Regions from separate parts of the Mus musculus genome. Here all the other regions are linked to region 2. A link is a contact called in public ChIA-PET, Hi-C, HiChIP or PLAC-seq and promoter capture Hi-C data. All regions are on one chromosome and are shown on one strand. The core of a region is the stretch at or near the end of the contact, and the rest is flanking DNA. Distances in the headings are between cores, read along the strand shown.

The links. Promoter capture Hi-C pulls out the DNA fragments that hold promoters and counts their contacts. A called contact is a pair of places that touch in the nucleus more often than the background predicts. ChIA-PET counts read pairs in DNA pulled down with a chosen protein or histone mark. HiChIP or PLAC-seq counts read pairs in DNA pulled down with a chosen protein or histone mark.
Region 1: a contact with region 2 is called in an RNA polymerase II ChIA-PET map of effector CD8 T cells, with 7 read pairs. The contact joins the promoter of Dcaf15 here to the promoter of Ier2 in region 2. A contact is called at or near these places in 2 of 39 promoter capture datasets (hippocampal neurons and neural stem cells) and 4 of 115 datasets of contacts at active chromatin or transcription factors (double positive thymocytes, effector CD8 T cells, embryonic stem cells and 1 more).
Region 3: a contact with region 2 is called in a Hi-C map of B cells, with 10 read pairs. The contact joins the promoter of Ddx39a here to the promoter of Ier2 in region 2. A contact is called at or near these places in 2 of 39 promoter capture datasets (the C10 cell line and pre-B cells), 1 of 484 Hi-C or Micro-C datasets (B cells), 4 of 115 datasets of contacts at active chromatin or transcription factors (double positive thymocytes, fetal liver, regulatory T cell precursor and 1 more) and 2 of 9 other capture datasets (adipose tissue and macrophages).
Region 4: a contact with region 2 is called in an H3K4me3 HiChIP or PLAC-seq map of bone marrow-derived macrophages, with 3 times the contacts expected there. The contact joins the promoter of Prkaca here to the promoter of Ier2 in region 2. A contact is called at or near these places in 10 of 39 promoter capture datasets (3T3-L1-derived adipocytes, the C10 cell line, the HPC-7 cell line and 6 more), 1 of 484 Hi-C or Micro-C datasets (CD4 T cells), 3 of 115 datasets of contacts at active chromatin or transcription factors (bone marrow-derived macrophages, double positive thymocytes and extraembryonic endoderm stem cells) and 1 of 9 other capture datasets (adipose tissue).
Region 5: a contact with region 2 is called in an RNA polymerase II ChIA-PET map of memory CD8 T cells, with 484 read pairs. The contact joins the promoter of Podnl1 here to the promoter of Ier2 in region 2. A contact is called at or near these places in 1 of 39 promoter capture datasets (hippocampal neurons) and 3 of 115 datasets of contacts at active chromatin or transcription factors (effector CD8 T cells, embryonic stem cells and memory CD8 T cells).
Region 6: a contact with region 2 is called in an H3K4me3 HiChIP or PLAC-seq map of embryonic limb bud, with 4 times the contacts expected there. The contact joins the promoter of Palm3 here to the promoter of Ier2 in region 2. A contact is called at or near these places in 7 of 39 promoter capture datasets (the SN4741 cell line, embryonic stem cells, hippocampal neurons and 4 more), 9 of 115 datasets of contacts at active chromatin or transcription factors (acute myeloid leukemia, craniofacial prominence, embryonic limb bud and 5 more) and 1 of 9 other capture datasets (adipose tissue).
Region 7: a promoter capture Hi-C map of the SN4741 cell line shows a contact between it and region 2, with 4 times the contacts expected there. The contact joins the promoter of 1700067K01Rik here to the promoter of Ier2 in region 2. A contact is called at or near these places in 11 of 39 promoter capture datasets (the 3T3-L1 cell line, the HPC-7 cell line, the SN4741 cell line and 6 more), 10 of 115 datasets of contacts at active chromatin or transcription factors (bone marrow-derived macrophages, embryonic limb bud, embryonic stem cells and 3 more) and 3 of 9 other capture datasets (adipose tissue, embryonic stem cells and liver).

The regions. Positions count from the first base shown.
Region 1 is chr8:84,102,725-84,106,541 of GRCm38.p6, forward strand. It overlaps Dcaf15 (DDB1 and CUL4 associated factor 15), which reads right to left and starts at 2,073. Exons shown (of 13, transcript NM_001357322.1): 1 at 1,893-2,073; 2 at 232-329; 3 at 22-157. The coding sequence starts at 2,024.
Region 2 is chr8:84,661,384-84,664,824 of GRCm38.p6, forward strand. It overlaps Ier2 (immediate early response 2), which reads right to left and starts at 1,469. Exons shown (of 1, transcript NM_010499.4): 1 at 1-1,469. The coding sequence starts at 1,368. The coding sequence ends at 703.
Region 3 is chr8:83,712,773-83,716,479 of GRCm38.p6, forward strand. It overlaps Ddx39a (DEAD box helicase 39a), which reads left to right and starts at 2,405. Exons shown (of 11, transcript NM_197982.3): 1 at 2,405-2,565.
Region 4 is chr8:83,971,158-83,974,686 of GRCm38.p6, forward strand. Prkaca (protein kinase, cAMP dependent, catalytic, alpha) reads left to right here and starts at 1,821. Exons shown (of 10, transcript NM_008854.5): 1 at 1,821-2,075. The coding sequence starts at 2,030.
Region 5 is chr8:84,124,275-84,127,896 of GRCm38.p6, forward strand. Podnl1 (podocan-like 1) reads left to right here and starts at 1,715. Exons shown (of 10, transcript NM_001013384.2): 1 at 1,715-1,827; 2 at 1,932-2,153; 3 at 2,954-3,047; 4 at 3,324-3,388; 5 at 3,511-3,620. The coding sequence starts at 1,825.
Region 6 is chr8:84,019,423-84,023,038 of GRCm38.p6, forward strand. It overlaps Palm3 (paralemmin 3), which reads left to right and starts at 2,052. Exons shown (of 7, transcript NM_028877.1): 1 at 2,052-2,106. The coding sequence starts at 2,066.
Region 7 is chr8:83,999,706-84,003,516 of GRCm38.p6, forward strand. 1700067K01Rik (RIKEN cDNA 1700067K01 gene) reads left to right here and starts at 1,758. Exons shown (of 6, transcript NM_183097.3): 1 at 1,758-2,200; 2 at 3,156-3,297; 3 at 3,411-3,511; 4 at 3,591-3,776. The coding sequence starts at 1,872. It overlaps Samd1 (sterile alpha motif domain containing 1), which reads left to right. Exons shown (of 5, transcript NM_001081415.2): 5 at 12-710. The coding sequence ends at 170.

The DNA.
Region 1 (3,817 bases), core at 823-3,322, 560 kb before region 2:
CAGTGCAGGGCCTAGTCCTACCAGCTTGAGCTTGCTGTGGACGTTGAACTCCCACCAGTAGAGGTGATATATGTAGAAGGAGAAGTCGTCATCCCCACTGCTGCTGGTGTAGGAGAGGACATAGCGGCCACACTTGGAAAATCCCAGGAAGATATGGCTGTGGGCAGAATGGGCAGATGAGGACACGCCCACAGCCCGACCTGCCACCACCCAGCCTAGCTTCAGCCTCACCCTGCATAGAGAAAATCCTCATCTACGATGTTCTTGAGGGACACGCAGACCCTGGGGGGCAGCTTCCGGAAAAGACGAGGTGAGAGCTGCCCACTGATCTGGGGAAGAGACAGCCAGGGCTCTTTAGCCAAGCAGCCTCCCAGCCTCCTTCCCAGAGGCCGAGGCTTCCCCAGGCCCACTGCTGGGGCAGATGGAGACACCAAAGCCAAGTGACCTTACAAAGCACCCCACCCCCACCAAGGACCCAGGTTACATCCCAGCCGTAGCCCCGTTTGGATCCAGAGTCCTCCCAGCCCTAGCCCTACGTCTCCCTGTGGAAGGATCCCTCACTGGGACAACTGACTCCTTCCTGAAAACTGACGCATGAGACTAGGATGTGGGGCCATGCATTTATCTGCCTGCTCCCAATTAGCCCACAAGGGGACCCATCTCTCTCTTGATAATGTAGTTACTGTGCAGACTACAACTCACAGTAGAGGCGAGGACAGCTTGCAGGAGTCTCTATGTCCTCTCACTGCGTGGCTCCTGGGGATCTCACACATTATTAGGTTTGGTGGCAAGAGCCTATACCTATAGAGCCTCCGAACCAAAAGCTCCCAGTATTCCCAATGCTCCAATCCATTATTAAGAAAACCCCTTTCTTAATTAACTGCCAATCAACTGTCACACCCTAAAACATCACCAAGGAAGGATCTGAGGAAACAGGCATAAAGCTGACCACTGGGGAGCTATTCTGGCCCGCCTTCAAAAGATAGCCATCTAGTGGGAAAGAAGGCCTGGCACCTTGCCCCTAGTTCATCTCGACCCATGAAGGGAATGGCTTTGTCAGACAAGCCTTCCTGAGAGGATATAACCCTTGCCCAGGGAGTGTCTAGGCTAAGGGCAGAGCCACAGCCTTGCTTAGGGAGCACCAGGAAAAAGCACAGTTCGCCCTTACCCAGTTCCCAACTTCCTGTGCACATAGACAATCTTGCTCCACAGCTGCCCACCTAACATTATTCACATCCCTGTCCTTTCAGGTGTCCTCTGACAAGGGAGACAGAGCCCTAAGTGGCTTCCACTTTGAGAAGACCTGGCCCTACTCTGGAAACATTCCTCCATTCAATGAGTGAGGCAGACCTAGGTACAAGCACTAGATATAGAGATGGTCAGAGCTTGGACAGACAGGGAGCATCCAACAGAGGCTGCCCATTGTCGGTAGCAGGGGCTCTTCAGGGGTTTGGGGGGGTAGCTCCAACAAGGGGCAGTGCTTTGAAAAATCGGTCTAAACCAAGGTCTCCCCTTCCTCCAGATTCCTCGGACAGCTTCTACAGTAACCCGCCCATCAGCCTCCATCCCCGGTCTTTCCTCCATGATTCTCCCCGGCCTCCGCCACCCAAGCCCCTTCCTTCTTCACTGATCTCGCCTAGCAGCCTTCATTCAAGGCCCCCTGCAGGTGACCCGCCTCACTGGCTGCACACAAGTCACCAACCTTCGCCAGCCCAGCCCGCGCCTCAGCACCAGCCTCCACACCGCCAAACCCATCCCCATCCCCACCGCCCGGCCCGCCCAGCCCCCTCCCGGCCCCGCCCCCCACCTCGCCGCGCCGCCCTCCCTCCGCCGCCTCCCGCGTCCCCTCCTCCTCACAACCGGGCGCGCTCGCCTCAGACGCCAGGCCTCACCTTGACTCGCTCCAGCTGCTTGAGAACGTGTTCCCGCCGCCGCCCCACCGCCCGCTTCCCCCCGGTCCCCCCAGGGCCTCCGCCGGCGCTCCCGGCCCCGCTGTTCCGCTCCGATTTCGAGCTGGGCGCCATTTTCACCCCCTCCCTCCACTTCCGGAGCAACCGGTCCCTTAGCCCCGCCCCTGGCACTTTCTGATTGGCCTTTTCTCCTTACTGCGGCCGGCCGGTTGGGTGACAGCCGGCATTCCTTGTCGCTTCCCGCTACGCTTGTCCATCAAAGCTATCTTGGTTTTTGGTTGGTAAAGATGGTAACAGCTCCCGCCTTATTCCCGCCCTTCATTAAAGATAAACCACTCAGAAACCACTTTGGCGCTCCTCGGCCAAAAAACTTCAACTGAATAGGCGAAGATTTCTGTCAGGCTTGACATTGTCACGCCCCTGAGTGGGTTTCCGTGGAAACCACTGGCCGTCCAGCGGCCTGTGGGCGGGGCTATGGGAACCTGTGGTCCATAAGGGCCAGAATCTCCAGCCCTGGCTCTGGCTCAGGCTGGGAGGGCCGAGGCCTGAGGAGCATCCCTGGGCAGCTAGGGAGGAGACCAGGAAAAGGCGGTGGGGAAAAAAATGGCTCGTTTTAAAACATCTTCCAGGCCGGGCGTGATGGTTCACGCCTTTCCAGCACTTACGAGGCAGAGGCAAGTGGATCTCTTTGAGTTTGAGGCCAGCCTGAGTGAGTTCTAGGATAGCCAGGGCTACACAGAGAGACTCTTGTCTCAGAAAAACAAACAAAGAAACAAAACAAAGCATCTTCCGGACGACGATGACGATGATAGCATCAGACAGATATCATGCTGTTTTTAAAAAAATTAATTTCCATGGGTCAGGCGTGGTTCTGAGTTTGCACCTCCTGTGGAAGGCCTGTTAAGCCTATCATACTAATTAATAATGGTAATAAATATTACGGGACATGACAGCTTCATGCACCAGTTTTGCCTACATTCACTCAATCTCTGCAATGGTCCTTTATTTTACACGTGGAACAGGCATAAAGTGAACTCCCCTGAAGACATGGCACTTGTGTACCCAGACTGCTGGCTGCTCTTTTTACAGCCACATTCGGTTTATTGAGAACCCAGCTAACAGGACAGGTCATAAACAAGGAAATGAGTACCTGTCCTTGAATTCCAGGTATGGGTAGAAAGGCAGTTGGATGCAAAGTAGCTTTGTGAAGCGGGGGAGGAGGAATATTCCAGCAAAGACAAAGGTTTCTGGAGAGGTTCAAGACTAACCTGCCATGATGTATGGATTAGTGATGGGGACACTGCTGAGAGACTTACTAGGTGATCTCTTCTTTATGCAAAGACTGGAGGGCTCACTAGCAGCCCCCCTCCCCCCAGCATGAGGAGAAAATATGACCATGCATGTGCAGACCCAGCCTCAGCTGAATCATAGACTAGTGGACCCAGAGCAGGAGGGAAAGGAAGAGCAAGGAGGCAGTGTGTGTGTGTGTGTGTGTGTGTGTGTGTGTGTGTGTGTGTGTGTGTGTGTTTGTGTGTATGTGTGTGCGCGCGCACAGTGTACAGATGAGATTTTGCCCATGAAAGTGTATGAAAAGACAAGAGGTCAAAAATGGTCTTCTCACTCTCCACCTTAATTTAGGGATGAGTTGTTTGTTTGGTTGGTTGGTTGGTTTTGGTTTTGGTTTTGGTTTTGGTTTTGGTTTCTTAGGGCCTCACTGTATAGCCTTGGCTGACCTGGAGCTTGCTATGTAGACCAGGCTGGCCTCAAACTCAGAGGAAACCACTGCCTCCTGAGTCTTTCACTGAGCCTGGAGTTTGTGATTTCTGTTAAGAAGCAAGATCCACCCAAGGCTGCTGTAGTGGGGAAGGAAACTTTAAGGAGAAACCTGTTTTACTGCCCCTCCTCAT
Region 2 (3,441 bases), core at 219-2,718:
TAGTTGCTAATTAAACAACCCACCGTGGGAAAAGTAAACAGACTTTCTTAAACACGCTGGTAAAAAAAAAATTTTCTTTCCTGCCCGAAGAAGCTGTGTCTACGGCAGCAACTACGACCAGCGGCCCACCCGTCCCGCGGTGGTCCACGCCAGGCGATCATCTAGGTTGACCAGTCCCGGGGTCTCCAGCCACTTCAACTCTGATCGCAGATTTGATTGGTTCAGTTCAGGCTCACCCACAGCAGCCTGTGGGGGCGAGGTGACTCAAGTCACTTCCCAGTCCCTAGGGCGGGTCCACACCCTGGCCTCCTCCCAGGCCCCACACCCACGCAAGGCAACAGGAAGCACCCGCGTCTGTCCCATGACGCAACTCTGACCGCTTGCACAAGCGTGCCCACTTGTAGGGGCCGAAACGCGAATGGTAGTGAAACGGCCTTGAAAGGGCAGCCTGGCCCCTAGAGAGTTCGACCCTGAGATTCAAGATCTAGGTGTCCCTTCTCCAAGCCAAGGAAGGGACAGTCCTTTAATAGCACCTATGGACGCACGTCTGGGAGAAGGCGCCCGCGCCCCTCGCTCCTCAGTCCTTCCCCTGGCCTCTCGGCAGCTCGGGCCGCGGCTCTTCTTCACGGCCCCCGCCGGCCTTCGCCTCGGGTGTGCGTTCTCCGCTCCGGTGGCGCCGCTCGAAAGAAGCCACCAGAGCTCTCAGAAGGCCACCACAGCTCGCACCAGCACGTTGAGCATATTGTCGGCCGGGCGGCAGGCTGGCTTGGCCTCGCACGTGGGGGGCGTCGGCGGGGGCACGGCGGGTCCACAGTTCAGGAGACTGGAGAAGCGCCTTTGGAGGACGCGGGCGAGGTTAGGGAAGGCACCTTCGCTTTGTGCCGGAGGAAGCTGCAGGCGATCGGGAACCTCCGACGTCGCCTCCCCCTCCACCTCTTCTAGACGGGCCTTCTTGCTTGGTACCAGTCCGGCATCACTACCGTCGCTCAAATCGCTGCTGCTCCGGCGCTTGCGGCTGACTCTAGCGGGGGGCGGGTCACAGAGCGCAGGGGTCTCCTGGACTCGCAGCACTTCCTCTTGCGTATCCATGGGCTCCGGAGGCTGCACGGCTTCGGGGGACGCTACTTCCACTGCAACTTCGGCTTCCCGCGGCGGGTGCAGGCGAGGGTCAAGAGCCCTGCGGGATGGCGGGAACTCGGGCTGGTGGGCTTCTACCTTGGCTGAGAGGTAGACCTCTCGAGCGCTGCGCATAACGAGGGACAGCTGCAGACTCCGGTGGAGTCGCAAGCCACCTCGCTGCATGCGAGAGTGGTACATCTTCCATACCGACAGAGTCATGATGCGCTGCGCTTCTTTCTGTACTTCCATGCTTGTTCGACGAGAGTAGTTAAGTCGAGAATGGGTTAAGACGGGCGGTGCAGCCCAGACGACAAGCTTACAGCAGCAGGTACTCTGCTAGACGTTCGGGCGAGGGCAGCAAGCCGGAGCCTTTTAATATACTGAGAGTGACGTCACTGCAACACCACGCCCAACCAGAGGGCCTCATCCGGGCTTTCCACAGTGGCTAGCGAGTCCTTAAAGCAATAGGGATAAATTTACGCCTCGAAGGAAAAAGGACTTAACTACTGCAAGGAAGAACTTCCCCACTGCACCTTAAGACACTAGGTTCTGGGTTCTCAGAGTCACCAACGGGCCAGAGGATGAGGCCCACCAACGAGACGGATAGTGGGCGGTAATCTGACTGCAGTGGGGAAAACCCGGGACCGGGGTACATTCCCCGAGGGCACCGTTCATCTTGCCTACCAGCCTGCTAATTAATATTTTTTGAACAGTAAAAACGCTGCTACTTATTAAGCAGTTACTACACGCCAGTTACTACAGTGTTGAACTTTCTCTTTTTATTCAATGTCTCTGATCTCTCACCTCCACTCCATAGAAGATACAGTTTTCCAGGTGAGAAATAGGCAGCCACCTGACCAATATTTACTAAACGAATGATTATATGATTATACTATGGCGAAAGGATCAACTAAAGCCTGCAGCCCTTCTATCTCCACCTTTCTGGACATGGGTGGAAAGTGGGCACGGACACTGTACCCCGTAACCACAGATATCCACCACCTCACGACTGCTCTTTACTTTCAGCGTTAAAGATCTCCCAGTTTTCCGCAACCCAGTGGCATGGAAGTCCCAATGTCCATAGGGCCTGCGATCTTCCCTTGTCAATAGAGCAGTTTTCTGCCTTCATGCCCTCGTGAACGGAATTACTCCAAGAAAGACAGATATCTGGGTCGAGATGGCACAGTGGGTGGAGCCACTTGTTGCCAAGCCTAACGAACTCAGTTCGATTCCCGGTCCCACCGGTCCCACGCCGTACAAGAGAACAGACTTCTATACGATGTCTCACACACACACACACACACACACACACACACACACACACACACACACACACACACACACACACACACAGTAACAAAGAAAAGAAAAAAAGAAGTCGGTTCCACTTTGCATCACTTCCCAAGAAAAACTTGCTTCTAGTTGCAGAAGGGAGAAAAATTCAAATAACCCCTTTCATTTGCTGTGCAGGCCCTTTAAGAAACACCCCCTGCCAGCGGGCAGACTTCCCGCCACTGCAGCCGGCCGACTTCCCTGGCTAAATTTGGATGTAATGACGTAGGTTGGCGCCGCGAACCACTTCCGGATGCCCATATAAGAACAAGGGCAGCCGGTCTTAGCCCGAGGAGAGGGCTTCCGGGGCGGGGCCCCTTCCATCGGCGAGCACGCCCCTCCAATCCAGCCCTCAGGAGCCTAACTAAGTGTTGTCTCGGGTCGTTCGAGTCTGTTTGGTGCTACAGTTCTTTGGACAGTCTGCACGGCGTCCCGGAGAGAACTCGATGTTTCCTTCTCTCATGCTCTCACACGCTGCGGCACCGTCATGCGGGATGAGTCCGGGTGGAGTGAGATTCGCACCCTGTGGAGTTACGGAAAAACATCTTCGAAACCCTCCTGCACTCACATATGTAGAGGACAAAGTACTCAGTTCTTGGGCTGTTCTTTCTTCCCGTCTTCCTGGGGAAACTACCCGTGTACTCAGTGTTGGCGGCACGTCCCTTTACCTGCTGAGCCACCTTGCTGGCCTTTTATTAATTTTTTTTTTTTGAAACAAGATATCACCTTTATAGTTTCAGCTGTCCTGCACTGCTTCTGAGTGTTTTTTCTTTCTTTCTCCTTCTTTTCTCCTTTTTTTCTTTTTGTATTTTACCTGCTTGCATGCCTGTGCCAGAGGAGGGCATCGGATCTCCGGACATTGGGTCAGTTATGTGGGCGCTGGGAATCGAACCTGTGTTCTCTGAGAACAGCAATCATATTTTGTTTGTTTTGAGACAGGGTCTCACTATGTAGCTCTAGCTGTCCTAGGACTCATTTTGTAGACAAGGC
Region 3 (3,707 bases), core at 1,155-3,654, 950 kb before region 2:
ATAGCTACTATGCCTCAAGATCTCCATACCAAGATCCAGATCAGAAACTTCTATCTCCAAGCCTCCAGATAAGGGTCACTGGTGAGCCTTCCAATTCTGGATTGTAGTTCATTCCAAATATAGTCAAGTTGACAACCAGGAATAGCCACTACAGTACCCATATGACAACTCACAATTGTCTGTAACCCCAGTTCCAGGGGATCCAATGGCATCTTCTGACCTCTGGGGCTACTAGGCACACACGTGGTACACGTGCATACTTGCAGGCAAAAGGATCGTATATATAATATTTTTAAAAGGCTAAAAAGCAAACTCCTAAAACAAATGATACCAAAACAAAGCCTGGAGCTGTAGATAGTGGCAGAGGGCTTGCCTGGCACACAGGCAGCCCTGAGTCCACCCTCAGTACACCAAATAAGGAAACTAGAAACACTGAGACCCTGCTAATTACAAAGCTAGCTAGCTGGGCAAGGGACACTTGTCATCCCAGCACCTGAAGGACTGAGGTAGGAAGATGGTGACTTCAGCGTAGCCTTGGCAATTGAGTGATATAAAATAAAGTATGTTGGGTAAGGTAGCACATACCTTTAACTTCAGCACTTGGAAGGCAGGGGCAGGTGTATATATGAGTTTAAGGTCAGCCTGATCTACATGATTTCCAAGCCAGACAGAGCTATGTGGTGAGACCTTGTCTCAATAAACAAAAGATAAAAATAAAGGGCTAGTGAGATGGTGCTGCTGCCCAGCCTTAATGACATGCGTGTGCTCTTCAGGGCTCGCTGATCTCCATTGCACAGATACAAACACGCCAACAGAGCAGTGTACAAAGTAAGACATTCCCACTCGTCCCACCATGCTCCCCACATGATGATAAGGGACTGAGTCTCTGGAAATGTGAGCAAGCCCCCAACTAGATGCTTTCTTTTATGAGTTGCCATGGTCATAACTAAGAGTGGTTTCAGCTCTGCAGGGATGGAATCTAGATGTGTGGGCAGTTTGTTTGTTCATTTTGTGTTTGTGTTTTGAAACAGAGTCTCTCTTTGTAGCCCTGGCTATCCTGGACTTTACTGTATAGACAAGGCTGGCCTTGGACTCAAAGAATTCTGCCTGCCTCTAACTATCCTATGTAGACCAGGCTAGTTGAAAGCAGAGTTCTCTGCTTCTAGAGAACTGGGACTAAAGTTCTGTGCCACTCTGACTGGTTTTTGTTTGTTTGTTTGTTTGTTTGTTTGTTTTGTTTTGTTTTGTTTTGAGAGAGAGAGAGAGAGAGAGAGAGAGAGAGAGAGAGAGAGAGAGAGAAAGAATTATGTTTGTGGAAAGAAAGGATGAGTGTAGACAGCATTAACATCTAGAGTTTATTTATCTGGCAGGTAGCCTCTCAGTACCATGATCTAGACAATGTAGATTGTGTTTCAGGCTGGGGATTTTATAGCTAAGGATGGGGAAGGGAGAAGAAGGTTTCATAGGGGCAGAATGGGGGTTAGCTGTTTTCCTTAGACAAGGTCTTTTTCTATCACCAGATATCTGGGGTCAGGCAGCTGCTTTTCTTCTGCAATCCCCAAAGAGCTGGCTTTCTGGAACTATGAGCTCAGTTTACGGCCTGGGATTTTTGTTTTGGTGGTGGTACAATGTAGGGGTAAGAAAAACAAGGGCTGGAGAGATGGCTCAGCGGTTAAGAACGCTGACTGTTCTTTCACAGGTCCTGAGTTCAAATCCCAGCAACCACATCATGACTCAACCATCTGTAATGAGATCTGACGCCCTCTTCTGGTGCTGTCTGAACAGCTACAGTGTACTAAGATGTAATAATAAATAAATCTTGCCAGGCCTGGTGGTGTACGCCTTTAATCCCAGCACTTGGGAGGCAGAGGCAGACGGATTTCTGAGTTCGAGGCCAGCCTGGTCTACAGAGTGAGTTCCAGGACAGCTAGGGCTTCACAGAGAAACCCTGTCTCGAAAACCAAAAATAAATAAATCTTTTTAAAAAGGGGGGCTGGGCGTGGTGGTGGACGCTTTTAATCACAGCACTCACACCTTCAATCACATGGAGGAAGAGGCAGGCAGATCTCTTGAGGACAGCCTGGTCACAGATGGAGTTGTTCCATGACAGCAGGGCTACCCAGAGAAACCCTGTCTCGAAATGATACAACCAAACAAAAGAGTCAGGGCTTCTAAGCTAGGCAGGCAAGGACACTTTAAAAAGCTGGGGCACATACACGCGCAATTAACGTGCGGATGCCAGCTAAAAGTGGCAGTATCCACTGTGGCCCTTAACTCATCTCACGTGACTGGGCGGGAACCGCCGCTTAGCCCACTCCCCCTTTGGACACGCCTACTTTACGACTGCCCAATGAACCTGAGTCTAGGTACGCCCAATAGCCGGTCGACAGCGTCCTTATAAACCAACCATCATCCTTTCCTCTGTTGAGTGATAAGCCAGCTATCCAGTGAGCGAGACTCGAGTTGGGCTCCAGGCAGGAAGCACTGTAGCGCGCGTCCAGGGTCGCGGCGTAGAACCGGACGGGTGGCTCTCTTTGCAGCTCGCGGAGGCGAACCGGGCGGCAGGTAAGTGGCGGGTCCCGAGGCCGGGGCCGCGGTGCGGGGCTGTGGGTTCGCCGAAAGGGAAGCTGCGGGGCGCGGTGCAGCGGGAGGAGTGGGCGCACAGCAGCGGGACGGTTAGGCACCTCGAGCCGGCGGCCGTTGGGCTCCATTGAGCATGCGCCAGGGGCGGGCCAGCCGTTAGTAGGTCGGCTTCCGGGGACGGTGATGGGAATGGCGGCTCTCGGAGGCCCCATGTGTACCGTGGTGGGATTGAGGGACCGGGCGGATCCACACTGCGTTTTCGGTCACGGCGAGAGGACTCAGGCTATCTGGGCAGACGTCCCGAGTCTGCAGTCACCGGCTTCCCGTCTTGTTCCGCCGCTCGCCCAGGAGATTCTTCTCCAGACTCTGATGCGGAAGGCCAGTGTCGCGCCTCTTAGGAACGTGGCCATTCACTCGGCGTCGCTTTCCCGGTGTGAGGCCGGTTCAGCCCGTTGCCTCTGGTCTGCCTGGACCTATAGTTGAAACTTTAGGTCTGTGACAGTCTGGGTTCACTTGTTTCATTTTCCTGGTTGAAGCAAGGCCTGACGTATTGGGGGTGGGGGGCCATACGCTCCGAGTTGCGCCTCAACTAGTTCCCGGAACCTTTTGTGTGCCTAGATTCTTGAGACAGGATCTCTTTACATAATCCTGGTCGTCCTTGAACTCTCTCTCTGAAGACCAGGTCGGGCTCGAACTCACTGAGGTCCACTTGGCTCAGTCCCCGGAGGTCTGGTATTAAAGGCGTGTCCCACTAAGCCCGGCTTCACATTTATCCTTTCACCAGCACAATAAATGTTTTTAAAGCAGTACTGCCTAAAGACAGAGTACACATATGAGAGGCCAGAAGATAGGTTCTCCTGAAATCGAGGTTGTTCTTGAAGTTTTTTATTTAGGTGTAAATATTTGAATGACTACCTGTGTGCAGGTGCTCTAGGAGGCCGGAAGTACTGACCCTGGAGTTAGAAGGATGTAAACTGAGAAACCTAACTCAGGTCGTGTGAAAGCATCATTAATTCTTAAGCCACATTGGCCACCTTGCCTAGCCAGTCTTAGAACTTAAAAGTTTTTTGGTTGTTGTTGAAACAAGATCTCACTGTGTAGCCCAGGCTAGCCTGGAACTAGAG
Region 4 (3,529 bases), core at 571-3,070, 690 kb before region 2:
CTTTGCTTGCTCCCCTAATTCCAGTCTCAACTAGTTGTACAGTTTGCACCACAACCTGGGGGTCAAAGCCTATTTTTCTTTGCCCATTTTTTTTTTTTAATTTTGGTTCTGTTTTGTCCAAGCTTAAGTATGCCAGCTGTTCAATAGATGGCGGCCAGTGATTTTTTTCTCACTCTGACCTTGACCCACAGGCATAGAGCAACATTGTGACCCAAGGACACACAGAGCCACAATTTAGATAATTTCACTTAGCTGTGGCAAAACTCCCCAAATCAGAGATGGAGTATTTGTCTGTTCAGCCAACTCGCATAATCCAGAGGAACCGTACTTTCTGGCAGGGTACTTTCCCCCTCGGGGACTGCAGCTGACCTAGTAGCAGGAGTACATATAGTTATTGGCTTAGAAGCTGGTTGTGCATTGTTGAGCAGTGAGTCTATAGGTATATGTACCTCAGAGTCAACTACCCTTTGGAGTCCAGGAGAGGTAGCTCATCGTCCACTCAGCACCGTCCACCCAGCACCGTCCACCCTGGCCACCCTCTATTACAGAGCTCTGGTGAGGGTAGGGATAATTTGTTTCCAAGAGTACATTTAGCAGTATCTGGAGATGTTTGTGTTGTCCCAGGCAGCAGACAGATGGAAGAGTACCAGCATCCAGAGTGTGAGGGTGGGGTTCTGATATCAACCTAGTGTGCAGGAGACCCTCCAGCAGAGTGCTCAGGCCCCTGGTGTCAGTGGCAAGGTGGGAAACTGACCACGTTCTGACAGTGCAGACTTGAAAGAACACCGAGTGAGGTTCTAGTTCAGTGGTACAATGCTTACTTCGCAGGGAGTATGCATCGTGTTCAATCCCCAGCATTGCATAAAAACAAAATTTAAAGATGAGCATCCAGAAGGAAGGAGAACGGCTCTCTTCCTGCCCAAAAGGGGCAGGTTATGTTGGTCATGTCTAGGCAATGGAGATTAGTTAAGAGCAAGGAACTAGCCTGACCGAGCCTCCATAAAATGGGAGTATGGCAGGCCCAACGTGCAAGGTACAAGAAGTAATGCACTTGGCTGGCGTCCGTAGTTACTACTTTTCAGGGGCCTAGGGTTGAGCCTTAGCAAAGAGTGTAGATACTCTGAGTCTCCTCCCAGCACGCCCTCAGTTCTGGGTCCAACATCCCCTTGCAGCTCCAGTTGTGTCGCGAGCAAACCAAAGCGGACCCCGAGCTAGTTGGGTCACGGCTGCCCAGTGTCGGGCCTCCTTATGAATGACACCGAACGGCGCCCGGCGACCCTTGACCCTCGGCGCCAGCCCGCCCCTCCCCCCCTGGCAGGTGGACAGCCGCTGCGCCGGCCCGCCGTGGCGTCAACCTCTGGCCCGTGGCCGCTGCCGCACTGGGCAGGGGCGGGAGACTGCAGCGCGCACATTGCCGCACGGGCGTCCGCCGGGCCGCCTCCCGCACCTCGCAGCGCCTGCCACCCAGCCACCCTCCAGCCGCCGCAGCCTCCGCCCCGCCCGCTGCCCGGGCCGCAGCCTGAGCCGCTGCCCCGCCCTCTCACCCCGGGACTGACACTAGCCGGGGCCGCCTGTCTCCGCCAATCGACGGCTTCGCAGGGGCAGCCCCAAGCCCTCTCGGGCTTCTCGGCCAATCACGTGCGTTCGCCCGCCCGACTGCGGCCTCACGAGCCCGTGAGTGGCGGAGAGTCTGCAACTCGCGTCACTCATCCAGGAGCCTATGGTGGCGCGGGAGGGTTCCGGAGGGCCAATGGACAGCGGCGTAGGGCTGTCAGTCAGGGAGGCCTGAACCAATGGGCGGTGGGCTGCGGGGGCGTCACGGACAGAGGACTTGGGCTGAGGCTCCCCCGCGGGCGGGCGCAGAGAGACGCGGGAAGCAGGGGCTGGGCGGGGGTCGTGGCGCCGCAGCCAGCGCAGCCAGCCCCAGGGGCCGCCGCCTCCGCTGCCCAGCGCGCTCCGGGGCCGCCGGCCACCTTAGCACCCGCCGCGTCGCAGCTCCGGGACTGGCCCCGGCCGCGACGCCGCCGCGATGGGCAACGCCGCCGCCGCCAAGAAGGGCAGCGAGCAGGAGAGCGGTGAGTGCCCGGCCGTCACCCTGATCTTCACTGCGTGCGGCCTGCCCGCGCAATGCCCATCACTGCATGGCCCCTCCCCCATATGCCCCCCCAATCTTGTCTGCCTGCACCCCTGCCTGCTGCCTGTTCACGTTGGGGTCGGATCACCGCAGAGATACTTTGCCCCCAGTAGGGCCTGGTGCCCATGGCCTACCATCCCCCACTGCAAAGGCCGTGCCCCCCCACCCAGCTGTCACTGCCAACCATTGCATGTATGACCGCCGGGGCCCCAGATGAGGCCCTGTCACCACACCAACCCCTCTTCTCCTAGTCCCTTTCTCCAGATTCTATACCCCCTCCCACTTCGTCACTTACCTTTCCCACACAGCGCCCCAATGCCTGACCCTGATCCAGGCTCCTGCCAGTTTCGGGAGTGCTGTGGGGTCCACGCTGCAGGGACCTTGGCCACTTGGTGACCACACCCCTCCCCCTCCAGCCCCCGCCATCTTTCTCCTACCCCTGCCCGATTCACCTCATCACAGCTCCCACCTCCAAGCCACCCCCACCCCCATGAGCATTTCCCGGGGCCACCTCCTGCATTGTTTTTCCCTTCTGTGTCACTTGGCATGGGGGACAAGATCTTTCTGGGTCCCTCTGCCCCTCTCATCCTGTCACTCCACCTCCTCCGTGCATTCGTCTGGCCCTGGCTGGGGTGGCAGACTGTTTATGAACCTAGAGAGCTGCTTCTGCGCTTCCTTATCCAAGTTGGAGCTGGTCTTGCTCAGAGCCATTACGTCTGTCCTTTTTCTTGGGTTGCGGGTGAGGTAAAGCGGCAGAGCACCCTCCTGGCCTACCCTGAGGTCTGGGTTCCTTAGAAGGCCCCTCAATAAATGGTCGTTTCACAACTGCGGTTCTGTCGTTCACCCAGCCCCTGGGGCTGGTTTGAAACTGCGGATGAAATGAATAGCAAAGGCTCATTCCACTGAATGGGGATGGTCAGAAGAATTGCGCGCATTGGGGTAACGCCATCCAGCAATAGGTGACAGCTAATGATTTGGTTTGCTTAAGACAGATGGATTCTGTGCATACCGAGGGCTCACCCAGAGGGAGGTATATCCACACACACATACACACACCCCCCCCCCAAAAAAAAAACCATGCTGAATTTTTCTAGCCAGGGAAAAAAAAGTGATTCTATATTTGAAATTACTTCAGAAAGGGCCTTGGGCCCTGTCCCCCAGTGCTTCATGTCTCAAAGTGGTGTCACTCCAAGCTAAAGCTGTACTGCAGCTGAGAACAGCTTCCAGTTACCCAAAAAGGAGGCTCTGATCAGCTGTGCCCTTCTCAGTGTCTGAGTCCCCCGAATGCCACTCAAGAAGCCCAAGAACTTTCTGCCCCTCCCCCCCCCCTTCAACCAGCAGAGCTCAGCCCAGCCTAGCAGCCTTAAGAGGCCTGGCATTTCACAGATGGGCGGG
Region 5 (3,622 bases), core at 465-2,964, 540 kb before region 2:
TGTCTGACTGGTGCCTGCTGTCTGACTGGTGCCTGCTGTCTGACTGGTGCCTGCTGTCTGCTGGTGCCTGCTGTCTGACTGGTGCCTGCTGTCTGACTGGTGCCTGCTGTCTGACTGGTGCCTGCTGTCTGACTGGTGCCTGCTGTCTGACTGGTGCCTGCTGTCTGCTGGTGCCTGCTGTCTGACTGGTGCCTGCTGTCTGACTGGTGCCTGCTGTCTGACTGGTGCCTGCTGTCTGACTGACTGGTGCCTGCTGTCTGTCTGACTGGTGCCTGCTGTCTGACTGGTGCCTGCTGTCTGACTGGTGCCTGCTGTCTGACTGGTGCCTGCTGTCTGACTGGTGCCTGCTGTCTGACTGGTGCCTGCTGTCTGACTGGTGCCTGCTGTCTGACTGACTGGTGCCTGCTGTCTGTCTGACTGGTGCCTGCTGTCTGACTGGTGCCTGCTGTCTGACTGGTGCCTGCTGTCTGACTGGTGCCTGCTGTCTGACTGGTGCCTGCTGTCTGCTGGTGCCTGCTGTCTGACTGGTGCCTGCTGTCTGACTGGTGCCTGCTGTCTGACTGGTGCCTGCTGTCTGACTGACTGGTGCCTGCTGTCTGTCTGACTGGTGCCTGCTGTCTGACTGGTGCCTGCTGTCTGACTGGTGCCTGCTGTCTGACTGGTGCCTGCTGTCTGACTGGTGCCTGCTGTCTGACTGGTGCCTGCTGTCTGACTGGTGCCTGCTGTCTGACTGGTGCCTGCTGTCTGACTGGTGCCTGCTGTCTGACTGGTGCCTGCTGTCTGACTGATGCCTGCTGTCTGACTGGTGCCTGTTGTCTGACTGGCTTCCGCTCCAGCTTGGCTGTCTTTCCTGTAGGCCAGGGCTACCTGCCTGAATCCCAGGATCCCCAATTCCATAAGCGCTGGGAACTGAACTCATGTCCTTTGGGAGAGCAGCCAGTGCTCTGAACCACTGAACCACCTCTCCCACCCTAGGTGTTTGAGTTGACAGACCTTGAGGAAGAGGCCTCTTTCATGTACATTTGACACGTCGCTTGTTTTTTAGACAGGCTCTTACGCAGCTAGTACTGGCTTCGTCGGTATCTTCCTGCCTCAGTCTCCCTAAGCCCTGAGATTGCAGGTCTGTGCCTACAACATGCTGTCCTCTCAGTTGCATTAGCTTACTGAACTCTACAAGGTTCCTGGAAGGTGAGACAACCATGACCAGTTGCGGAAAAGGAAGCTGAGGCAAATAGCCCAGGGTCAGACAGGCAGGCCAGCACCCAGCTCTCACGGACACCCACCAGCCTCTGCCTCCCTTACATTAATTTCCTTCCAAGAGCCATGACTATCTGGGGAGTGGGCAGTGGCTGCCAGCCAGGCATGAGAACAGAAGCCTAATCCTCCCTTGAGCCCTTCTGGCTGGCTTCATCTCCTTGGGGACTCTCTAACGCCTGCCCCATCCACTGGCACCCCATTCCTGTCTGTGGTCAGACCAAATACCAGATAGGGTGATTCTCAGCTTTTCCTCAAGTATTCGTCATGGCTGTGGCTCGGCTCAGGCTGGCTGAGGTTATGAAAGTGGAGCTGGGGTGATTGGAGCAGGCAGGGAATGAGGGATGGGCTAGATGAGCCCTCGGCCTGCCCTCTTCAGGGAGGGGAAAGGGACAGTCATCTTCTCAGGCCCCGCGGGGTGTGTGTGTGTGTGTGTGTGTGTGTGTGTGTGTGTATGTGTGTGTGTGTGCGCGCTCTGTGCTGAGAGATGGAGGGCAATTGTAGTCACAGCAGACACTGGAGGACGTGAGTGCTGGACAGAAGCTGGGGAGAGGCACAGCAGGGCTGACTATGGTGAGTTAGGCAGGGAGGGTCTGAAGGCAGGTCTGCCCATCCCCTGCCTGGTTCTGCCCACTGGTCCTCACCAGGTGGCTTTCTGGCCCCTTGCTTTCCTCCAGAGGCCTCAAGAGCTGCTATTGCTGCTCCTGATGCTAAAGTGGTCGTTAGCACACACGGAGGACCCTGCCTTCCCACACTTGGGTGACAGCTCACAGCCCCTCCCGAGGCCCTGTCCTTGGCGCTGCTCCTGTCCCCGAGATGACACGGTGGACTGTGCTGGTCTGGACCTGAGGATATTTCCAGACAATATCACCAGAGCTGCTAGGCACCTCTCCTTGCAGGTAAGGGCTGGGGATCTGAGAGGGAGGCATAGGGCAGGGTTCATGTGGGAGGTCCACATGGCAGAGCTGAACCTGCCCTTGCTCTGGTTCCGCTAAGCCAGGCCAATGTCAGAGGTAGAAGCATCGTGTGTCCCGAGAGTGGAGTTTGGGGTCAGAATCTTAGGACTTACGTTGTTTTGGTCAAAACACTGAGTTCAGCTGCATGGTTGTGGCATTCGCCTTTAATCCCAGCGCTGGGGATGCAGAGGAAGGCAGATAGATCTCTGTGAGTTCAAGGCCAGCCTGGTCTACAGACTTACAGCCAGGGCTACAAAATTAGTCAATAGTTGTGATGTTGGAGGTCACAGGAGTATTTTGGAATGGTTTTGGGCAAAAGGGTGTTGGGGGCTGAGATCAGAGTCTGTTGTAGTGGCCCCAGTACTAAGGACACAAGTAGGAGGCCATCCTTCACTGCAGAGTGAGGCCCTCTGTTGGGGGATGGGGTGTTGGGGAAGGCTAGAGGAGTGTCAGAGACCAGGTTCAAAATCAGCAGCCCATGTGGCTTCAGGCCCAGGGTAACCGTGTGGTTTGCTGGGTGGTGCAGTAAAGAGCTTAGTGCCTCACAAGCCTCAAGGTTGTTTGGGGTCACGGAATGGGATGTCTTCTTTTCTCCTCCTCTTCCTGTTCTCTCTGGAGATATTAGAGATGAACCCAGGGCCTGCCTTGTGGATGCTAAGCAAGTGTTCTGCCACTGGGCTGCACCTCCAGGTTGAGTTGAGGAGCAAGAGACAGGCCTTGGTGTGACTGTCTTTATTCCACAGAACAACCAGCTTCGGGAGCTCCCCTACAACGAGCTGTCCCGCCTCAGCGGCTTGCGCACCCTGGACCTGCATAGCAACCTCATCACCTCTGAGGGTGAGGGCCTCAAGCTGGGAACAACCAGGTCCCAACCCCTCTCCACATCCGCTGTTTGCCAGTTGTGGCCAGCTCTTGGGGGTTTCCACAACTGCTGAGTACGGTGGAATTTCGAGGGTTGGGGGATGGTGGTGGCTGTGGCTTTTGAGTAAGGACAGGATGTGGTGGTTTGGTTGGGGGGGGGGAGCCTAGGAATTTATGCTAGTCCCTAGCCTTCAGAGTGGGATTGCTAGAATGCTGGTCCCCTCATCCACTGCCCACTGTGCTCCCACCCAGGCCTGCCTGATGAGGCCTTTGAGTCCCTCAACCAGCTAGAGAACTTCTATGTGGCCCACAACAAGGTGAGCCTGTATCCCTGAGAGGTCACAGCCTGGCTGGGGTCACCTGGCGAGCGCAACCTGGGGGTGGGGGTTGGGGAGGCAGGAAACCGGGCACCAGGACCAGACTGCTGTTACCCTTGCAGCTTTCTGTAGCGCCCCAGTTCCTGCCACGCTCCCTGCGTGTCGCCGATCTGGCTGCCAATGAAGTGGTGGAGATCTTTCCTCTCACCTTTGGGGAGAAGCCTGCACTCCGGT
Region 6 (3,616 bases), core at 802-3,301, 640 kb before region 2:
AGAGAGAGAGAGAGAGAGAGAGAGAGAGAGAGAGAGAGAGAGAGAGAGAGAGAGAGAAGGAGAGGGCAAACCCTACACACAGCTACAGGAGGGTGTTTGCCAGGGGCGTGACTGCCATGGGACCCCAGCTTCCTTCTGGAGTGTTGAATATGCTCTTGATCTAGATAGGAGCAAGGGCTGCCTGTCACTGTGCATATGCTAATTGCCACAAATGGAAAATGCTGTTAAAAAAAAAAAGCATGCAAAGCCTCTGGAACGATACCTCAGTCCAGAGTTCCTGCTATATAAGCATGAGGGCCTGGGTTTGGCTCTCAGCACCTACGGAAAAAAAGTCCGTGGGAGCTCCTGTCCCTCAGCCCAGCACTGTGAAGACAGAGGCAGGTGTGTTCCCAAGCCTTAGTGGCCAGTGAGCTAGCCAAGTGAGGAAGCCTCTGATTCAATGAGAGGCCCTATCTCAGCAAATACGGTGGTGACTGACACCAGCAATTGCGTCCGTGTGCACAGGACTAGGACACGTGGGTATAGACATTAAACAGGGCAGGGGTGTGGCTCAGTGCTGAGGACCTGCCTACCAGGTTCAACTCCAGCACACATACAAATATGTATTCATATATGCACACATATATGTCCTCTTGTCGTAGAAATATGTTTTCAGAATAATCTAGAAGCTTAAATTCAACTTCCCCCGCCCCCGTTCTAGGGATTGAATCTAGGGCCTTATGTATGCCAAGCAAGCTCTCTACCACAAAACCACATGTCCAACACCCCATTCCCCACCCACTTAGTTCTAGACAATTTATTACTAAGTTTCCTAGACTGGTTTTTAACTCACTTTGTAACCCAAGGGAGGCTTAACCTTGCCATTCTCCTACCTGAACCTTCCTGGAAGTGGGATTCCAAGTCAGGTGACCTACTTGATTCAGGTTCAATCAAACCTTCATATATATATGTATATATATTTGGCTCTGTTTTTGTTGAGACAGGGTTTTTCTGTATAGCCTTAACTGTCCTGGAACTCACTCTGTATTCCAGGCTGGCCTGGAACTCAGAAATCCACCTACCTCTGCCTCCTAAGTGCTGGGATCAAAGGCATGCGCCACCACCGCCAGGCAAATCTTTAGATTCTTAAGAGTCTGTACTAGACTGTGGAACATAGGCCATTCCAGCCCTTGAGGACAGCCCCAATCCAGTATGGTGGAGCCTGTGCTTCCAGGAGAGACACTCAACTTTACGTGCCAAAAGTGGCCCATGGAGCCCTGAAGCGGTCAGGAGAGGAGAGGCCTAGATGTGGGTAAGTTTACCACTCGGTGTGGTGGGGGAAGGGGTCCTTGCTCAGAGCAAGGTCCTCTGAAGCACCTAGCTGAGACAGACAAGGGCTGATCTCTTTCAAGACAAAGATCAAACCTGGTCTGGTTGTGGAGGTCTGTAATGACAGAGTTCAAAGGAAAGACATCCTCGGTAGTGAATTGGAGGCCATTTCCCTATCGTTTATTTCTACCCCCACCCTTAAACATTAAATAGCACAACAGGGTCTTCTGACCTGCAGGCCAATTGAAGTTATTCTCCCATTTCCCAGCGGGGCAAACTGAAGCCTTGAAACCTGAGGCAAATTGTCCACAGTGACCCACATCCTGGGCTTCTTGGTTGCCATGGTCTCCGAAAGCCGGGTCAGAGAGCTCTCCCTACAGCATGCTCCAAGGTCCTAGAAGGGAGAGCCAATGACTCTGGGCTTTTAGTAAAACTTTCCTGTGTGAGTGCCCAACGCAGGCGCGTGTTCCCCAGCGGCCGCGGGTCAGTGCTTGGCTGCTGTCCCCCACCTGCTGGAGCACCGGCGTGGCTGCGTGTATATGAACTGGGAGGCAGCCTAGCGCAGCGTGGAGGCCGGAGGCTGGTAAATAATTCATCCTGAGAAGTTGATAGCGCTCCCCAGCACTGCCCCAGCCCCAACCGGGCCGCGCCTCCCGCCCAAACCAGCTGGACCTGCTCTCCTGCTCCGCCCCACAGCCCCCTCCCATCAACCAAGGCCCAGTCTGGGGCCTTTGGCTCACACCTCTGCTGGGCAGTGATGGCTCTGCAGACCCCGGTGTTGTCTCCGGCCACACCCACGTAAGTGTCTGGGGTGGGGGCGGGAGGGCGGGGTGGAAAGGCTGGGGTAGGGGGCACCGGCCTGGCCTAAGAGCCCCAGTTGGCCTTTCTAAGGAGCCGAGGGGAGCACGAGGGGACGTGGTGGCCAAACCTGGGACCCATTCAGAGCCAAGCCTCTAGAGAGCTAGGCCTACTGCAGAGTTAGGGGACAAAGGGTGTCAGGATCCAAGAATGTGCATCCAAGTGTAATCCTGGTCACCAACCCTCTCAAGAATGCAGCGAGGAAATGCTAGAGATTCCAGGGAGAAAGGCGCGCCCCAACCTCCAAAGATTGGCAAAGTCTTAGGCAACAATGGCCACCCCTCCGCTCCTTGTCAGCAGCAACTCGATTATGGCTGAGGCACGACCTTGGAGTTAAGAGATGAGCGACGTGTGGGGAGTTCACCTTAGCTGAGGCTCTTTCAAAGTGAGAGAGGTTTGGTTCAGTCGCCAGCTTTTGCCTAGTATGGGATTATCCACCCTTAGTTAGGGAATGATGGGTAGAGGGGTTCCAAGAGATTATAGAAACTTCTAGAAAGAGGGCTTCCCTCCAGTATGGACCCCAATTCTGTCCTTTACTCTCTGTGCCCTCCATTGCATTATTCACCAAGTACAAACCTGGTTGCTTAGCAATGGGAACCCGATCCTCCCCCCCCCCAAGGAAGAGTTAGGGAGATAGCATCTTAGGAGTGGGACAGCTGAGGGGGACTTCAGCCCTCCCCCAAGGACAGAGTGATGAACAGGAGTCTAGACTTCCCTAGGGACATCTGTCAGGCAACCTTCAGCCCTTGCCCTAGTCGAAATCCCCTCCTCTAGGAGGGTCTCTGGCCTCCTATGTGTATCCAAATGAAGGTCCTTAGAGCCCCTGAACCCTGCACTGTGTGTTGCCAACACTGAGGGAGAAGTCCTTCGTGTCCTCATTCACCCTCCTGACTTCAGACAATCTCATGCTGTGTGTGTGTGTGTGTGTGTGTGTGTGTGTGAATGCATTTGTGTGTGTGTGAGTGAATGTGTAGAAGAGTGATAACTGTGAGTGTGAATGTGTGTGGGTAGATGTGTGTGTTCTGTGGATGTAACTGTGTGTATATAAGAGTGTGTGGTTGCATGTTTGTATGTCTTCTGTGAATGTGTGTGTGTACATATGAGAGGTGTGGGTGCATGCATGTGTATGTGTATGAGTGTATGTGTGTGTGTATGAAAGTGTGTGAGTACATGTGTTGTGTGTGTCCTCTGTGAGTGTGTGTGTCATCTGAGAGTGTTTGCAAAGGTGTGAAGGTATAAGTATGTGTGCACATGTTTGTGTGTGTGTGGATGTATGAGTGTTAAGAGTGTATGTGCATGCTAGAGTGTGTGCAAGGGTGTGAGAGTACAAGTGTGTGTGTATGTGTTAGTGTGGACAGAGGACAACCCTGTGTGGTTTCTGACTCTCAACTTGTTTGAGACAGGCTCTTGTTTGCTGCTGCAGAGCTGGGAGGATAGAGCCATCTTTCAG
Region 7 (3,811 bases), core at 508-3,007, 660 kb before region 2:
GTCCTGCCCAGGAAATTGATGGCAAGTCTTTGTTGCTCATGCAACGGACAGATGTGCTCACTGGCCTATCCATTCGCCTGGGCCCAGCCCTGAAGATCTACGAGCACCACATCAAGGTGCTTCAGCAAGGCCACTTTGAGGATGATGATCCTGATGGCCTTCTAGGCTGAGCACCCAGCCATGTCCCCACCCCAACCAGTCCAGACTGCACCCAGGGCGGCTCCATAGTCCAGGAGCTGGGCATGGGTACACTCAACCTTCCTAACAGACTCCAGGGAGGGGGTGCCCTTCTCCATTCTCCCCCTTTTCTCACACCCCTGACCTTAGTTCACCCCTCTCCACAGCAGTGGAGTATGGGGTTGGAGGACTTGGTTGGCTCATTTACCTGGGGTCACCCTTTCTCCCCAGACCAGGACATTTTTGAAAAACAAAAAAACGGGAGCTTCCTGTGGCCCCAAACCCCTCTTCAGTTCAGCCAGATGTATCTTATATGTGTTTTGTTCTGCCTATTCATCCTGGTGGTGGTTTTTTCCTCGTCCCACCACCCCCGTGTCCTCCCCCTTGACCCCCAGCCTCTGGGGAACAGGTGAGGTAAGGGACCTTGGGTCCTCTTGTCCTTCCCTTTCTGTCTGTCTACTATTGTACCACCTGGCTGTATTGCTTTTTAATATTGCACCGAAGGTTTTTTAAATAAAACTTTAAAAAAAAAAGTTCATTTTCTGTATGGAGGAAGAAGGTGCTAAAAGCCTCCTTGAAGAGTTTAACATTAAGACAGTAATGTGGTGAGGCAGAATAGCTACGGCTTCCCTCAGCCCACTACTCAATGGGCTCACCAAGTATACAGATAGAACGTCTCGGTTCTATCTCCACCACCACAAAAAGAGACGGTTTTTGTGGCTGGGCTTGGTGGCACACCTGTTATCTTCACACTTCAGAGAGGGAAGTCGGATCAGGAGTTCGAGACTAGACTTACCTACATAGTTAAAAGGCAGCTTGGGCTACAGGCACTCAGTCCTGTCTCAACAATGACAAAATCAGTCTAGGACTGGAATAGTTCCTTTGTCTTCTGCCATCTCATTCCAGAACCACCTGCTCAAGTGTTTGTTGAGTGACTAACAGTTAACTGCACACTTGCTGAGCGTTTTGTTGTCACCTCTGTAGTTTGGTGAAGCAGACGTCATAAAACTCATTTTATAGACAGGGCAGCTGGCTTGACAAAGTCAAATTGAGGGTCACACAGGACAGTGTGACACCTGTTGCTGCGTACTTCCAGCCTTGTAATATATTTGGCTTCCTAGCCTGTACTTAAATACCAGTCAGTCTTTGCACGTAGCAAGGAATCCAACCTACAAGTGTTCTGGGACCAGTGCGGGCATACTGGAACTAAAAAGACGATGGGATAAGATCACCCATCTGAGGATTTTTATTGTATAAGTAACCGCTGTATCACTAGGCCTTAGGAAGGTCAAAAGCAGATCCCAGCTCCATCAGTTAAGAGATCTTGGGGTCACCTGCTGGGGTGTAGCCTAGGCCTCTGGGTAACCGTCACAACCCCCATCCAGTCCAGTCAATTGCCTGGGAAGAGAAAAGGCGCCTAGCTGCGCACCGCAAACACGAGGCAGGTCTGGGGCTCCGCCCTTGGCAGCACCCCGCGCGCCAGGTGCCCGCCGAGCTCCGTGCGCAGTGCAGGCCCAGGCTGCGCGCCCTCCGCGTGCTGAAATTCAAAAGAGGCGAAAGCCCCGCGGGGCGGCGCCGGCAGAGACGTCGAGGCCGGGCTGAGTGCGGCTGCGCTCACTGCCCAAGCCGGTCGGCCCCAGGTGTGTGCGCTCCCGGGACGCCGCAGGAGCTGGAGGAGCCTACTGTGGACGCGGATGGCTGCCGAACCCTGGTTCACGGGGTCGCTGGCCCTAGGCCCCGGAGAAGCACCGCCTTCGGAGGAACTGGGACCCGGGCCGCCGCCCTATGGAGACCCTTCGTGGTCGCCCGCCGGGAGACCCGAGACTTCAGCGGAGCAGGAGCCCCAGCGGGCACAGCCCATGATGGAAGCTCCAGCCTCCACGTCCTCCCGGGAGCCACTGGCAGCGGAGCTCGGGCCGGCCCCTGCTCGCCTCCCGCTGGACTCTATGTTCAGCCCCATCACTGACCAGCTCCGTTACCTGCTCAGGAAGGCGGATGACTTTCAAAGCTACTTGCTCTACAGGTGACCCTGCACAAAGGCCGAGGTCCCAGGAACAGGAGGACAGGCTGTGCAGCCCACAAAGGCCAAAAACTGAACTCAGGGCCCAGAGATACAGTATACGAGTCTAGCTAATTAGGAATACATTTTACTAGTGCACCAAGGGCTGTGAAGAATTGAGAGGCAGAAGCAGGCAATGTATAGGCCTTTAGGGTAGCAAAATATTTTTTCTTTTTTTCTCTAGAACTTTGATTTTGGTTGGTTGGTTGGTTGATTGGGCCCATATTTTTCTTCTTGAGAGAAGGTCTCATTCCGTTCTGGTTGGTGAGCCTCCTTCCTCATCTTCCCTACCAAATTTGAAACGCTCTCTTAGCTTTTTAAAACCCTGTTTAATTCAGGTAACCAGGTTCCATCTGCATCAACTCTAGTCAGAGAACTTCTGGTATGAGAGGCCACCCTCCACTCCCAAGGAAAAATGCAGTGTCCTGACAAGTGGAAAGGGCTGGGATGTCTTCGGGAGGCTTTCTGAGCGAGCTTCGCTCTACAGTTTTGAGAGAACTTGGTTGTATATACCCCCAAACACACTGGGGGTGGAACTCAGGCAAGCATTCTGTCTGCCACAGAGTTGTGCTCCCTGCCCAGGTGCCCACACTTTAACAAATGTTTCAAAGGACAGATGCAGGTGGTTCTGAAAGACAACGGAGAAAGACTTGGCATTTGGGGGGGGGGTCTTTCTCTTGGGGAAGCTTTTCCTATGCTGAGCTCCAGCCTCTCACACCTACTTCAGCTCCCAGCCCCCCTTTTTAAAAAATGTTTAATTTGGGGGTATTGGAACCCAGGACTCTGGCGCATGCTATGCACATGCTCACAGCACTGAGAAAATTTCATCAGGGTTCAGCCCGGGATACAGGTGGAGGAGGGGCACCTAGAGATGAAAGGGGAGAGATGCCACATGAAGGCCCCTTTCTCCCTTCAGCAGGGACCGAGTACAGAAGGAACAGCTAGCCAAGGCCATGCCCACCTTCTTAACAATGTGTGAACCATACTTCTTATACCTTGAGGCTGCAGCAAGGAGTGTCCCTCCCATCTATGGAGCCCTGCAGGAGTTGGTCCGGAAGGGGGTGTGTATAGTAGCTCTCTTTCCAGGCCCCTTTCACCTTTAGACTCTGCCTAGGGGTAAGAGGGTTGCTTCTGGCTGACTGCCTGAGGTCATGAAGTCCCACCTTCCATGCAGTTGCTGGAGATCTCCCAGCAGCTAACACTGCGCTTGGAACAGTTAGTTCTCATGTATGCCTCCTTTGGGTTCGTGGACCTGGAGGAAACCAACCCTTTGAGGTAAGTGGGCAGGAAACGGGGCTGTGGGGGGATGGGGTCCAGGGCCCAGCTTGCTGTCCATCCTCCTATCTCCCGCTAGCATCTCCTGCTTTTTCTGCGGGAGGTTCTCCATCAGCCCCTCCCACGACGTGTCCATCTTCCGATACTGCACACCAGCTGCCTATACTGCCAGTCACTTCCCAAGATACCTCTATAAGAAGATGCGCTGGAACCTGGAAACCACCACAGAGGCCAGCAGCCAAGGAGCAGACTCCCATGTGGATTAGTGAGTCCCCTTGTCAAAATCAAAGTCCTCTCCTT